Regions from separate parts of the Danio rerio genome. Here region 2 is linked to region 1. Evidence: chromatin contacts called from public Hi-C data. All regions are on one chromosome and are shown on one strand. Each heading gives the region's core, a stretch centred on a gene start, on an enhancer-like site or on the middle of the called end of the contact. The rest is flanking DNA. Distances are from core to core; before and after follow the strand shown.

Evidence for each region. A called contact is a pair of places that touch in the nucleus more often than the background predicts.
Region 2: a Hi-C map of embryo shows a contact between it and region 1, with 2.3 times the contacts expected there. The contact joins two enhancer-like sites. A contact is called at or near these places in 3 of 18 Hi-C or Micro-C datasets (caudal fin, embryo and an unstated tissue).

The regions. Positions count from the first base shown.
Region 1 is chr5:2,511,312-2,518,337 of GRCz12tu, reverse strand. mcc (MCC regulator of WNT signaling pathway) reads left to right here. Exons shown (of 19, transcript XM_073951783.1): 16 at 3,763-3,854; 17 at 4,480-4,602. It also overlaps a transcript of si:ch73-55i23.1 not described here. Among named protein-coding and RNA genes, the nearest start is that of ppp1cc, 49 kb to the right of the region's middle. Within about 2 kb of position 3,842, at least 3 of the 62 cell types and tissues checked have an H3K27ac peak or open chromatin away from gene starts, as enhancers often do.
Region 2 is chr5:2,655,554-2,662,579 of GRCz12tu, reverse strand. It overlaps mcc (MCC regulator of WNT signaling pathway), which reads left to right. Exons shown (of 19, transcript XM_073951783.1): 3 at 1,830-2,071. It also overlaps a transcript of si:ch73-55i23.1 not described here. Among named protein-coding and RNA genes, the nearest start is that of mcc, 13 kb to the left of the region's middle. Within about 2 kb of position 4,354, at least 18 of the 62 cell types and tissues checked have an H3K27ac peak or open chromatin away from gene starts, as enhancers often do.

The sequences.
Region 1 (7,026 bases), core at 2,593-5,092:
CATAACTGATAAGGATTGGCATATATGTGTGTAGGGGTGGGACAACCTCATAACTGATGATGATTGGCGAATGTGTGTGTGTAGGTTCTGTCACGCGGAAATAATCAATAGTAGTACAACACAGTTATGTTGGTAAATCTTATATTTTGTACTTTACAGTAATATTTTCCATATCATTAGCCTGAGGGAGAATAACAGGATGCATAAAGACAATATATGGACTATACACAACACACACTACATAAAATCAACCACAAAAATCCCAAACCACGATATCAGTCATCTAATATGCTGATAATCATAGATCAATCCCTCCAGGATTTTGTGAAAGAACAACAAGAGTTTTTGGTAAATTTGCATCAAACTTCCTTTTATTGTTTTGCTGTGAAAATATAGACACATGTACACATCTTACTGAGGTAAATACTGAGATAAACAGAGAAATAAGAGGTTATATCTAAAGCTGCTGGATCATCTTTGATCAAGTGATTAAATTTTGTAAAAAAGTCTTAATAAAAGCTTGAGGAAATGCTCAATAAATTCCAAAGAAAAAAGTTATTTGTTAATAAAATGCTGAAAATAAAACAATTATATAACTTATTCTGGGGAAATGTTGAAATAATAGGTTAAATTGAATTTAATAAACAAAAATCTAAATATCTGAAAAATCTAAATATGTATATTTTGAGAAAAACAAACCATGAAAATGTTATGAAAATTTCTAAATTAAATACTAATATGCTGAATTTAATTAGAATGCTAAAACTAAAGGTTGACTAAAATGTTGATGTGTAATGTAGAGAATAAAGAGCGTGTCTGCTCTCTCCAGCGGTGTGAATTATTGAGGAGGAATTTTTTCTTCTCCTCTCCTCGTCTCGATCGATCTTCTCCTCTGAGCTTTTACACCAGATCTTCATTTCCAGTTTCTGCTGATTCACTTCATATCCCAGAATGCACCATCACACCGTGACCTTGAAGCGGGTCTGCTCTAAACACCAGTCTGTGTGTGTTTATTATCTTCAGTAAACATTATAGTAGAGGTATTTACATTAATAGAGTGTCCTGCATTGCATTTAGGGTTAGAGTTTTACATGTGCGCATTTATCCAGACGCTTCAATGCAAAACAGCGTTAACATAAGCGGTTTATGCATGTCTTTTGGTTTGTTTTTGTTGGTGAGTAATTAGGTTGTATGTAGCCGAGTGTGTTCTTGAATTAGTTTGGTGGTTTTAGTCTGTCATGGATAAATATTAATGAATGAGTGATTGGCATAGTGAATGATTGGCTTAACTAAAATTCTCTGAAACTCAATATGGACAAAACTGTATGTGTGTGTGTGTGTGTGTATATATATATATATATGTATATCAGTGGTTGCATTAACCGAATATCTTCCGTCATTGACGGATTTTTTTCAGCAGTGATGGAAAAATCGAAAGGTGATCCGTCATTTTGACAGATTATGCTGAGGGTGATCTATTGTAATTTGTTGATAACTGTAAGTCCCACTCCTGTCCAGCTGATGGCGATTGCCCTTATTAATTAACAATTGTCTTGTTTTGTCGGTAGCAAGGAGGTCAGGTGTTTTGGAGTGCGTTTGTGAGCACTACGAAACGCAGAGGGGTGCAGCTGCGCCCCTAGTGCAGAAAGAGCGCGTGATATTCCCGTCAAACGAGTGCTTGCAGGATCGGTTAATCCCACATTCAGAGAATCCTGCAAACTTCTTATCACTTCCGCTAAAGTGGCGCTAGTAATTCCCCAGTGTGGCAGCAGAACGCGGCTTCAGCCTCCAGAACAAATTTAAAACTGTCACAAGACAGTTCCGAGGCAAAGACACAGAATTTAATGACAACTGCCTCTGCATCGGTGATATGTTTGATGATGCACAGGCCAGCACCCAGTTAAGGTCGACGCGGACCAGGAGGAAGATATGAGTTAAGACAGATAGTTCTCCAGAACATCGTCTGAATAGTTACATTTTTAAGTTGTGTTCTTATTTTAGTCTATAGTTATATTTTGTTGTTTATATCTGCCTGTGTTCAGGCACAATTGGTCGTGTTTTAATTCCCTCCGCTGTCAGTGCAAAAAAAAAACATTTAATTGTTGAGCAATATATTAGTTAGAGTTATTGTTCATTTGCCAAACAAGTAAATTAATAATTTAGCCTATATGCTCGTCGCGCAAGTTCATAAATAAAATATGAATGAAAAAAGCGATTAAAAAAATATGCAAATCAAATGACGGGCAGTAATAGGTTATGACGGAATTTTTACTTCTGTTAAAATGACAGACAATGGGAAAGTCTAACGCGACCTCTGATATATATGTATATATTTGAAAGTAGAAGTTTACATACACTAAAAAAACGGAACATAATCTTTTTTTTTAAATGTCTGATGGTAAAACATTCTAAACGTTTACTACTTTAAGTCTGTTAGGATTACCTAAATGATTGACATTTGCTAAATGCCAGAATAATGAGAGAATGTTTTCGAGAATTTTTTATTAATTTATAGACAGTCAGAAGTTTACACACATTTCCTTGGTATTTTTTAGCTTTTCTTTTAAACTAATTTTGGTCAAATGTTTCAGGTCTCCTTCCACAAGCTTCTCACAATAGTTTGCAGGAGTTTTGGCCCATTCCTCCTGACAGAATTGCTGTAACTGAGTCAGCTTTGTCGGCTGTCTTGATCGCACAAGCTTTTTCAACTCTGCCCACACATTCTCTATAGGATTGAGATCAGGGCTTTGTGATGGCCACTCCAAAACATTCACTCTGTTGTCCGTAAAGCACATGTGAACTAATGTGGCAGTATGCTTAGGGTCATGGTCTGTTTGGAAGACCCATTTGTGGCCCAGTTGTAATGTCCTGGCTGATGTCTTGAGATGTTGCTTCAGTATTTCTACATAATGTTCTTTCTTCATGATGCCATCTATGCTGTGAAGTGGACCAGTCCCTCCTGCAGCAAAACAGCCCCACAACATGATGCTGCCCCCCCTTACTGCACAGTTGGGATGGTGTTCCTCGGCTTGTGCGCTTTCCCCTTTGTCCTCCAATTGTAACACTGCTCATTATGGCCAAACAGTTCAATCTTAGCTCCATCAGAGCACAGGACATGTCTCCAAACATTAGACTTTTCCCAGTGTAATTGAGCAAATTGTAATCTGGCTTTGTTGTTGATTCAGGCATGTTGATTTTCACATGTCACAAAAGGAAGCAGTGTGTTTGAGCTTTTCCTTTAACACTATTCTACAGTTGTGCCTCCAATTAACTCAAATGTTGTCAATTAGCCAATCAGAAACTTCCAAAACCTTGACATCATCATCTAAGCTTTTTCAGAGGCAGAATTATCTTACTGTGTGTAAACTTGACATTAGAAAAGTTATGACAATTTCTTAAACAATATATCTCTCATATTCTGCTATTAAGCAGAACAGAAAGACATGTGATCATCTTAACTTACCTAAAAGAGAAAAAGTTTAGTCACATTAACAGCTGACTTTTTATACAGTGTATGTAAACTTCTGCTTTCAACTGTGTATGTATGTATGTATGTATGTATGTATGTATGTATGTATACTTAACTACACACTCTAGAGACATCAAATATGCATTTGACATCTTGTAAGAAGTCCGCAGTGCTCAGTAAATACCTCGCTTACTGTACACAGGGAAACAAGAAACATACCTTACACACGGTAAAACACTTCATAGTAGTTGTTTTATTTATTTATTTGTGTGTGTGTGTGTGTGTGTGTGCAGGACTGTGGAGACTCTCCATCCGTCAGTGTGTGTGATCTGAGGAATCTCAGTGATGGTGATCTGGCAGCAGAACTCACAGGCGCCCTCAGGAGGTCAGAACACGCACTACAGCATGAAACACACCACTACAGCACAGCTTTCAGATGTATACACACAGCTGACGTCAGACTTATCAGCCCTCCTGAATGTTTTTTTTATCCCCAATTCCTGTTTAACAGACAGAAAAAAAAATTTCAGCACTTTTCTAATCGTAATAGTTTTAATAACTCATCTCTAATAGCTGATTTCTTTTATCTTTGTCATGATGACAGTAAATAATATTAGACTAGATATTCTTCAAGACACTTCTATACAGCTTAAAGTGACATTGAAAGGCTTCACAAGGTTATTTAGGGTAAAGTTAGGGTAATTAGGCAAGTCACTGTATAACAGTGGTTTGTTCTGGAGACAATCCAAAACTAATATTGCTGAAGGGGCGAATAATATTGACCTTAAAATGGGTTTAAAACAATTAAAAACTGCTTTTATTCTAGCCGAAATAAAACAAATAAGACTTTCTCCAGAAGAAAAAATATTAGAGGAAATACTGTGAACAACTCCTGAATCTGTTCAACATCATTTGTGAAACATTTGAAGAAAAAAAGCAAGAAATCACAGGAGGATGATGAATTAAGACCTAAACTGTACATGCATATGTGTATGTGTGTGTGTGTGCAGAGAGAAGAAGCTGAAGGCTCGTGTTCAGGAGCTGGTCTCTGCGCTGGAGAGATTGACCAAGAGCAGTGAAGTCCGGCATCAGCAGTCAGCAGAGTTCGTTAATGACCTCAAACGAGCAAACAGGTGCAAAAACACACACACACACACACACACACACACACACACACACACACTACATCCTTATCATCATCAACATCATCACTAAGCCTGAGTGGCGCCTCCTGCTGGACACACAGCACTACAACATACAAACACTTGAGCTGTGAAGAAAGAACATCAGCTTTAGGCATTTAAATATTTAGTTGCTAAAGAATCTTCATTCATTTTCTTGTTGGCTTAGTCCCTTTATTAATCCGGGGTCGCCACAGCGGAATGAACTGCCAACTTAATAAGTTTTTATGCAGCTTTTGCCCTTCCAGCCGCAACCCATCTCTGGGAATCATACACACACACATACTCATACACTACGGACAATTTAGCATACCCAATTCACCTGTACCACATGTGTTTGGACTGTGGGGGAAACCGGAGCACCCAGAGGAAACCCACGCGAATGCAGGGAGAACATGCAAACTCAGAAACGCCAACTGAGCCGAGGATCGACTAAAGAATCTTCATTGTTATTCATGATTGTATATAGCAACTGTTCGACCGTATTCTTCAATGTGCGCTCGTTTTTGCGATTATTTTAGAACTTCCAAATCAGTTGCGTATATGAAATGACCAGGAATAATAAACGTCACAGAATGGTCAAACTACTCGCTCTACAAACAAGTGTTTACATGACAAAGCAGAATATTATAATAAGAAAATATTAGCTTGGTATAGAATCACCACAACAGATCAATTACTGTAGCTGTTCATTCAAGTCTTAAGGTGGGCAACAGTACGGTGTTTTCATTGTCACGTTTTGCACTTCAAAATGCGCCACACATTCTCTATTGGAGACAGGTCAGGACTGCAGGCAGGCCAGTCCAGTACCTGTATCCTCTTCCTCTGCAGCAGGACTCTGTAATGTGAGCAGAATGTAGTTTATCATTGTCTTATTGAAATATACATGGACGTCTCTGGAAGAAAAGGTAACTTATTGTGCTCCAGAATCTCTGTGCATTTCAGCATTAATAGTGCCCTCACTGAAGTGCAGGTTGCCTTGCCAAGGGCACTGACACAACCCCATACACTGTCAGACCCTGGCTTTTGGACTTGTTGCTGGTAACAGTCTAGATTATCCTTTTCTTCCTTTGGTCCAGAGCACACATTGTCTATTTCTCCCAAAAACACCTGAAATACTGATTCATCTGAGCACACCACACATTTCCAATGCGAGATGGTCCATCCCAGATGCCTGCGAGTCCAGAGAAGTTGACAGCGCTTCTGGACACTGTTAGCATAGGGCTTCCTTTTAACACAGTACAGTTTTCACTGGCATTTGTGGATGTAACTACATACTTGACAAAGGTTTGCTGCTGTAGTCCTGAGTCCATGTGGTGACACTGGCTAATAGATAAATGAAGATTGTTGATGCAGCGCCCCCTGAAGGATCAGAGACTGTTCAGCTGAGGCTTGCGCTCTTGTCCTTTGCGCACTGAAACTCCTCCAGATTCCTTGAATCTTTTAATGATGTTCTGCACTGTTGAAGCTGAAATATCCGAATGTCTTCCTCTCTCTGTGTTTGAACATTTCAATCATTTGTTGGCAAACTGGCGATCCTCGGCTCATCTTTGCTCCTAAAGGACTAGACCTTTCTTGGATGCTGCTTTTGTTCCAAATCATAATCACAATCACCTGCTGACATCACCTGTGTCACATCACACCATTACTTCACCAGTTTACCTGATCACTGCAATAAACTGCTCCTGTCACAACTGTTTTGACTGATAGGAAAGGATGGATATTAGTATTATAAGTGAAATGAAGTTAACCAGACAAAACATCAAAGAGTCTGAGTCTATATCGTCTAAAATGAAATGAACTTTATTTTTTTATTTGTGTTTTCCATAGTGTCAAAGCTTTTTTCTGATTTGGGCTATATATATATATATATATATATATATATATATGTGTGTGTGTGTGTGTATATATTAGTGCTGTCAATCGATTAAAAAAATTAAATAATTAATCGCACCTTTTTTTTAAAATTAACCACGATTAATCGCATTTAAAATGCTGAAACTTGTAATTTTGGCTACTCAAATGTAAAATTAATGTAAACGCAAGACAAAAACTATTTAAATTCAAAATTTAATTGTTTAATAGAATTTGTGTTTAACTTGTAACACAGATTACTTCATGCAAACAACATACCCACAATAAACCATCAAGATCCTGCTTGACAGCCATATTTATTACAGAAATTAAAACACAGGCATGTTAATGACATTTAAATTTCAAAACAATCAATGCCAATAAAAAAACATTGATCTCCATGTTGGATTCTGAGTGGACTGCAAAAAATGCCAAAATACAGGAATTGCAGATCTGGAAAATGAAAAATTATAATAATAAACTATAGAATAAAAACTGTTGCACTCATTGTAAAGTTTTATT
Region 2 (7,026 bases), core at 3,105-5,604, 140 kb before region 1:
ATTAATATATTTATTTTGTATTGTGTATTTTTATATGAACTACTACACCGGCCACTTTATTAGGTACACCTTACTAGTACCGGGTTGGACCACTTTTGCCTTCAGAACTGTCTTAATCCTTCATGGCGTAGATTCAACAAGCTACTGGAAATATTCCTCAGAGATTTTGCTCCATATTGTCATGACAGCATCACACAGTTGCTGCAGATTTGCCGGCTGCACATCCATGATGCCAATCTCCCGTTCCACCACATCCCAAAGCTGCTCTATTGGATTGAGCTCTGGTGACTGTGGAGGCCATTTGAGTACAGTGAACTCATCGTCATGTTCAAGAAACCAGTCTGAGATGATTGAGCTTTATGACATGCTGCGTTATCCTGCTGGAAGTAGCCATCAGAAGATGGAGACACTGTGCTCATAAAGGGATGGACATGGTCAGCAGCAATACTCAGGTAGGCTGTGGTATTAACGCTCAATTGGTACTAATGGACCCAAAGAAAATCTCCCCCACACCATTACACCACCACCACCAGCCTAAACCGCTGATACAAGGCAGGATAGATCCATGCTTTCATGTTGTTGAGGCCGAAATCTGACCCGACCATCTGAATGTGTCAGCAGAAATGGAGACTCATCAGAGCAGCAACGTTTCTCCAATCTTCTATTGTCCAGTTTTGGTGAGTCTGTGTGAATTGTAGCCTCAGTTTCCTGTTCTTAGCTGACAGGAGCGGCACCCGGTGTGGTCTTCTGCTGCTGTAGCCCATCCGCCTCAAGGTTGGACGTGTTGTGTGTTCAGAGATGCTCTTCTGCAGAGCTCGGTTGTATCGAGTGCTTATTTGAGTTACTGTTGCCTTTCTATCAGCTGGAACCAGTCTGGCCATTCTCCTCTGACCTCTGGCATCAACAAGGCATTTGCGCCCACAGAACTGCCGCTCCTTGGATATTTCCTCTTTGTCAAACCATTCTCTGTAAATCCTAGAGAGGGTTGTGCGTGAAAATCCCAGTAGATCAGCAGTTTCTGAAATACTCTGGCACCAACAACCATGTCACGGTTAAAGTCACTCAAATCCCCTTTCTTCCTCATTCTGATGCTCACTTTGAACTGCAGCAGATCGTCTTGACCATGTCTACATGCCTAAATGCATTGAGCTGCAGCCATGTGATTGGCTGATTAGAAATTTGTGTTAACAAGCAGTTAGATAACTGTACCTAATAAAGTGGCCAGTGAGTGTATTTTCCATTACTTTAATAAGACCAATACCATATCAAATAAATCCAACTTATCACAACAAATAGCAATGGAGCCATTTGACGCTGAATTAGGATTTATTTACACAGACAGTTGAGACTTTACCGGATGAAGGACCATATATGCTGTTTACTTTGATTACAATATAATTTTTAAGTCATAAACGTTCTGTGATAACATTCAGTAACACTCCAGGGCTTTACACAATGGGTTATTGCAGCTCAAATTTAGCATGAATACGTTTACATTGCAGAAGTCTTTCAGTCACGCAGTCTTAATTCAGTGCATGTTTATGTGTATAGTGCTTTTCACAACAATTAGCATGTTCTCCCTGTGTTGGTGTGGGTTTCCTCCGGGTGCTCCGGTTTCCCCCACAGTCCAAACACATGCGCTATAGGGGAACTGATCAACTAAATTATCCGTAGTGTATGAGTGTGTGTGAATGTGTAGCTAGAAGGGCATCCGCTGCGTAAAACATATGATGGAATTGTTGGCGGTTCATGCTACTGTGGCAAAAAGGACTAAGCCAAAGGAAAATGAACGAATTATGCTCATGTGTGTGTTATTTGTGTATTTGCAGGCGCTCGGGAGAGTTGGGAGTTTGATTCAGGAGCCCGGGATTTACAGAGCCCAGAGCTTCAGTCTCCAACACAAACACATCCTCATCTTCATCCTCACCTTCATCATCATCAGCAGAGCTCTCCTTTACTGCAGAAACTCCTGGAGCAGCCCAGTGTTCTGGAGCCTTCATCTGGGGTCCAGCAGCTCCTGTGTCAGCCTGCATTCAGCCGCAGCGGGGGCTACCTGGAGCTGGCCAACACTGTGAGTCAATACTGATGCTTTCACTTCTGACCTTGCTTGTGGGTTTGGCATTGTTACCATGAACTGCCGAGCGTATGGGAGTTTTGGTGCAGTGTGAGTTTGACAAATCTGTAAATGAGCAGTTTTCTGTGTTTTGTGGTTCCTGTTTTGATTTTAAAGTGACATACTTTTAATACAGTAATGTGGAGCTGGTGAATATTGTCAAGATTATTGAGAATCACAAACAAACTCATCAACAAAAATGATCTGAATTTATTTTACGGTCATTTAAACGGGTTTCTTCTGCCTTTGCTGTTCGTTATTTGGATTTTGGGTTGAAATGTGACCAGGGAATGTTTGTGCTTTTCTCTCTTAAATGTTAGATGCACTGATCTGAAGAGTTGCAGCAATAACAAATATGAAGCCACAATTGTGTGTTAGTCTGTAGATGGCGCTGTTTCCGTGCATCTGTCAGATTTTTACTGTGGTGTTTGCAGGCGTTCATGATTTACTAATCTCGCTTGTGTGCACCTTTTGTTATCTTTTTTGCCTGTTGAGATCTTCCAACTTCTGATTTTAAGGGTTGTGAGTGAAAGAGCCAAAATTTTGCAGTCACAACGTGCTGACACTTCAGTCAGTAGGATTAGTTGATGAATTATTTGCACTCCTGTATATTTTGCTCCCCAATTTCTGTTTAACGGAGAGTTTTTTTCAGCACATTTCTAATCATAATAGTTTAATAACTCATCTCTAATAACTGATTTATTTTCTCTTTGTCATGATGACAGTAAATAATATTAGACTAGATATTCTTCAAGACACTTCTATACAGCTTAAAGTGACATGTAAAGGCTTCACTAGGGTAGTTAGGGTAAAGTTAGGGTAATTAGGCAAGTCATTGTATAACAGTGGTTTGTTCTGCAGACAATCCAACACTAATATTGCTTAAAGGGAAATTAAATGTTGACCTTAAAATGGTTTTAAAAAATTAAGAACTGCTTTTATTTTTGCCAAAATAAAACAAATAAGACTTTCCCCAGAAGGAAAAATACTATAGGGAATACTGTGAAAATTTCCTGAATCTGTTCAACATCATTTGGGAAATATTATATAAAAAATATATTTAAAAAAAAAATCCCTAAAGCGTTTAGCATTATGTGTATATAAACATTGTTTTTATGATGTTTAACCATGGATATTGTCATTACTGTACATATATTTTCATATAATGCCCTTTAATTTGATTTTTGATTTGTTTTAAATTACAATTATTAATTATTAATTAAATCAGCAGCACTAATTTAGGGCAGTACAGCATATACTACCAAAATATTTCCTTCTTCCCAAAAAAGCTTGTTTATTTGTTTTTTTTAGCCAAAATGATATATGTTTTTTATTTTTTTGATTGTGGATGTGATTTTAACTTTTTAAAGTTAAACCTTTTTTTTTTTTTTAAATCATTTCATATTTAATATATAAGGCAATACAATTTCAATAATTTATCCATCCATATATCTATCCATCCATCGCTCCATACATCCATCCATCCTTCTGTCCGTCTGTCTGTTCATCTGTCTGTCCGTCTGTCTGTCTATCTATCTATCCATTTGTCTATCTATCTATCTATCTATCTATCTATCTATCTATCTATCTATCTATCTATCTATCTATCTATCTATCTATCTATCTATCTATCTATCTATCTATCTATCTATCTATCTCTCTATCTCTCTATCTATCTATCTATCTATCTATCTATCTATCTATCTATCTATCTATCATCTCGTTCTTCTGTCCATCCATCCATCCATCCATCCATCCATTCATCCATCTATCATCTCGTTCTTCTGTCCGTCCGTCCATCCATCCATCCTTCCATTTATCAATCTGTCGATCAATCTATCTAACTCTTCGGTGAAATATGAGCTTTACATGATCCTGATATTTATTATTTTTTATGTTTCATATGAATTTTTTTATTGTAGAATTTTGTTAACTAATTATTTTTTATTAAATGTTATTATTTTTTAGATTCCCTTTTAATTGCACTTTTTTTTTGATATAGATATCATTGTTCTTGTGATAAATATGTATGTCAAATAGTAATATACACATTACAGTTTCCATTGAGGCAGAATGAGTTTGTGAGCTTCATCTCTTATCAGTAAAGCACCAATATTCATTACAATGATTGCACAAGATGCAGTCTGCAACAGATTTTCTAAAGGTGTGTGTGTGTGCGTGTATATGTGTGTGTAAGACATATGGCCTCTATTAGTATCAGAGTGACGTCAGCGCGTGTGTGTGTGAGCGTTTATAGTGATGCAGGAATGTGTTTGGTGTCATGTGATGTTTTAACAGCTCTGTTCTCCCGATGTAAGACTGCTATCCAGCAGATCCGGTTACCGCAGTAAAGCACCATCGTTAGAGAAGACATTAGTGAGCATGGGTCCAAACGCTGTTCTTCTTTGTGCTTTAGCAGTTTTTCTTTCTTGATATTGGCTTTAAGAAGAACATTTTAGTCATCTTCAGCTGCATTTGAGCAATTACATGCAATTGTCAACCTTATGTTTTCACCAAAATATTTAAACTCTAAGGTTTCTTGTGTAGGCTTGGGTTTTACTGTGGTCCTCAACATAACGCGCTTCACCTTTTGTGCGCCTTGCAGTTTTGCAAAATTTTTTTTGCAGGGCTCAACAGCGTGACCATTTCGCTTGCATTTTCGACTAAAAATAGACGTGTGCGAACTAGAAAATTTATTTAGTCGCACATGTGCGATCTTTCTTTTTTAATAAGCTTGATTGATGACTTAATTCACTCGGCCACGGTAAAACAACATGCTCTTTACACTAAGTGTGACTGTAGCACATGCTGACGTGATCAACATCAGCACCCCTCTACTGGTTTATTTACTTCAAGCCAAGCGGTCTTTGCATTGTTTTGTATACGCTGCTACGCAACGCATGGCACCGAATGGCAATAGTATCAGGATGCAGCCTTTGATGCAAGCTGAGATTGCATCGCTCAGAGATGCAATGTCAGACACAATGAATGCACTCAATGGAGCTAGTGACATCACTGTGATGGGTAGGGTTAGAGGTGGGGCTAGGCAAGCACATTAAAAAGCATTAGATGCAGCTCAGCCAGACCCCTCTCCCGAATGGCGGCAGAGCCACACAACCTGCGAGCCTCATAGAAAAAGTCGACTATTCGGCCATGGATGGCATATCGTGGCACATTTAGTGCCACTAGACATTTTTGGGTTGTTATAGTATTGTTAAGGTGAGCTCTTTAACTTCAGGCTTGCGTTGTTGTGGTTTAAGTGGTGTTTTGTTGAGCTCGGCAGGTTTTTTTTGCTGTAGTTTACAGATTTCGTCATTAAACAGCATATGTGGGTTTTATTGAGCAGTTAAAGATCCTGTGCGTGTGTGTGTGTGTGTGTGTGTGTGTGTGTGTTATGTCCATCTGTTTTTCACACTAATTAAATTCCATAGAAACTAATTGTGGGACTGAAGGAAGCAAGTGTGTTTTGTAAACAAGTTGTTTGGAAAACAGCAAATTTTTCTGAAAGTTTTCGATTATTAACATTAGTTATGGTGTGAACAAACAATGAGCAATGCTTAGGCCTAGATAAAGTTATTTTCTGTTTTTATTTGTTAAAGGGTCACGAAACACCAGAACACATGTGTTGAGCTGTTGACAGTCATACATGTGTCCCACACTGCTAAAAACACTATTAGGACACCTATATTTCACTAAAAAGTGTAAATTGGTTGTTTTTGCGTACTTCCGGTTTGAAACTAATTTTGAAGCTGCGTCACGGTCATGAGATAATAGCGTGTATTCCAGCGTGCAGACTGGACGTCTGTGCCAGAGTGAGTCTTATTACGTCTTACAGTGTGCTGCATTAATGCATGAGTAAAGCTTGGTTTAAACCAATCAGCGCGCTCTATTGTGCAACTTCATTAATATTCATTACTGTCACAGTGTTTAGACGACAGAGACGCCACGTTGTGTTGGCAGAACAAGCGTGAAGTGTTGCTTTTATAGTTTGCTGCAGTGAAGTTTTGTTTTCATTTTCTCTCTGTGAGAGCGCAGCTGGAGTCACGTGTGGATTAACAGTGTACGCAACGCGCGACAACAATAACTTACGTGTCTAAGGAGGATTATTGTTTACCTGAGAGCTGTTCTCATCTGCAAACACTGAGATCCGGATTCGCTTGTAGTATTCTCTTCATAAAGACGCGGCTCTAGTTGCTGGTGATTGTCCTGTCTCTACAGATTTGGTAAGTGAATGATCAGTGCTCTTTGTTTATTCAGTTTGTTCATATCGAACAAACTATTGCACCGAGTGTAAACATGTTAGCACCACAACCAAACTTTAACCTTGTGTAGGATTTTCACCGCATTTTGTGACCGGAATAACACACGCGGCTTTCTGACGCTACCTGCCGTGTGCATCTAAGTTTCCGGGAAATGCGGAGGTTTTTTTCTCTCATTCACTGTGCGGTATCAAACACTGCATGAAAAATACACGCTTAGAGCAGTTCCTCGAATCAAATATCTCGTTTGTCGCGAGGGGCATGAATGAATTCCCTGAATGAAAGAGCCGAACTGCAGTTAAAGTCCACCATTTAATAATTTAACAAATAATTAGACTACAGATGTCCATGTAAACACAGTCACTTTCTCCCCTGTGTGTGTGTGTGTGTGTGTGTGTGTGTGTGTGTGTGTGTGTGTGTGTGTGTGTGTGTGTGTGTGTGTTTTGACTCTGAAAGTCAGCGCGCCCAAATAGGCACTCCCACACCAAGCCTCTTTTCTTCCTCCGACACTCCCCCCTAAACAGAGCTGGACACGCCCACTTTTCTGACTTTTTCCAAAGTAGAGGTGTGAAAACACCCTGCTGAAACGAGGGGGTGTCATGGCCCTTTAATAGAGTTAATTAGCAACTGGGGAAATTTGCTGCCAAGTGTGAT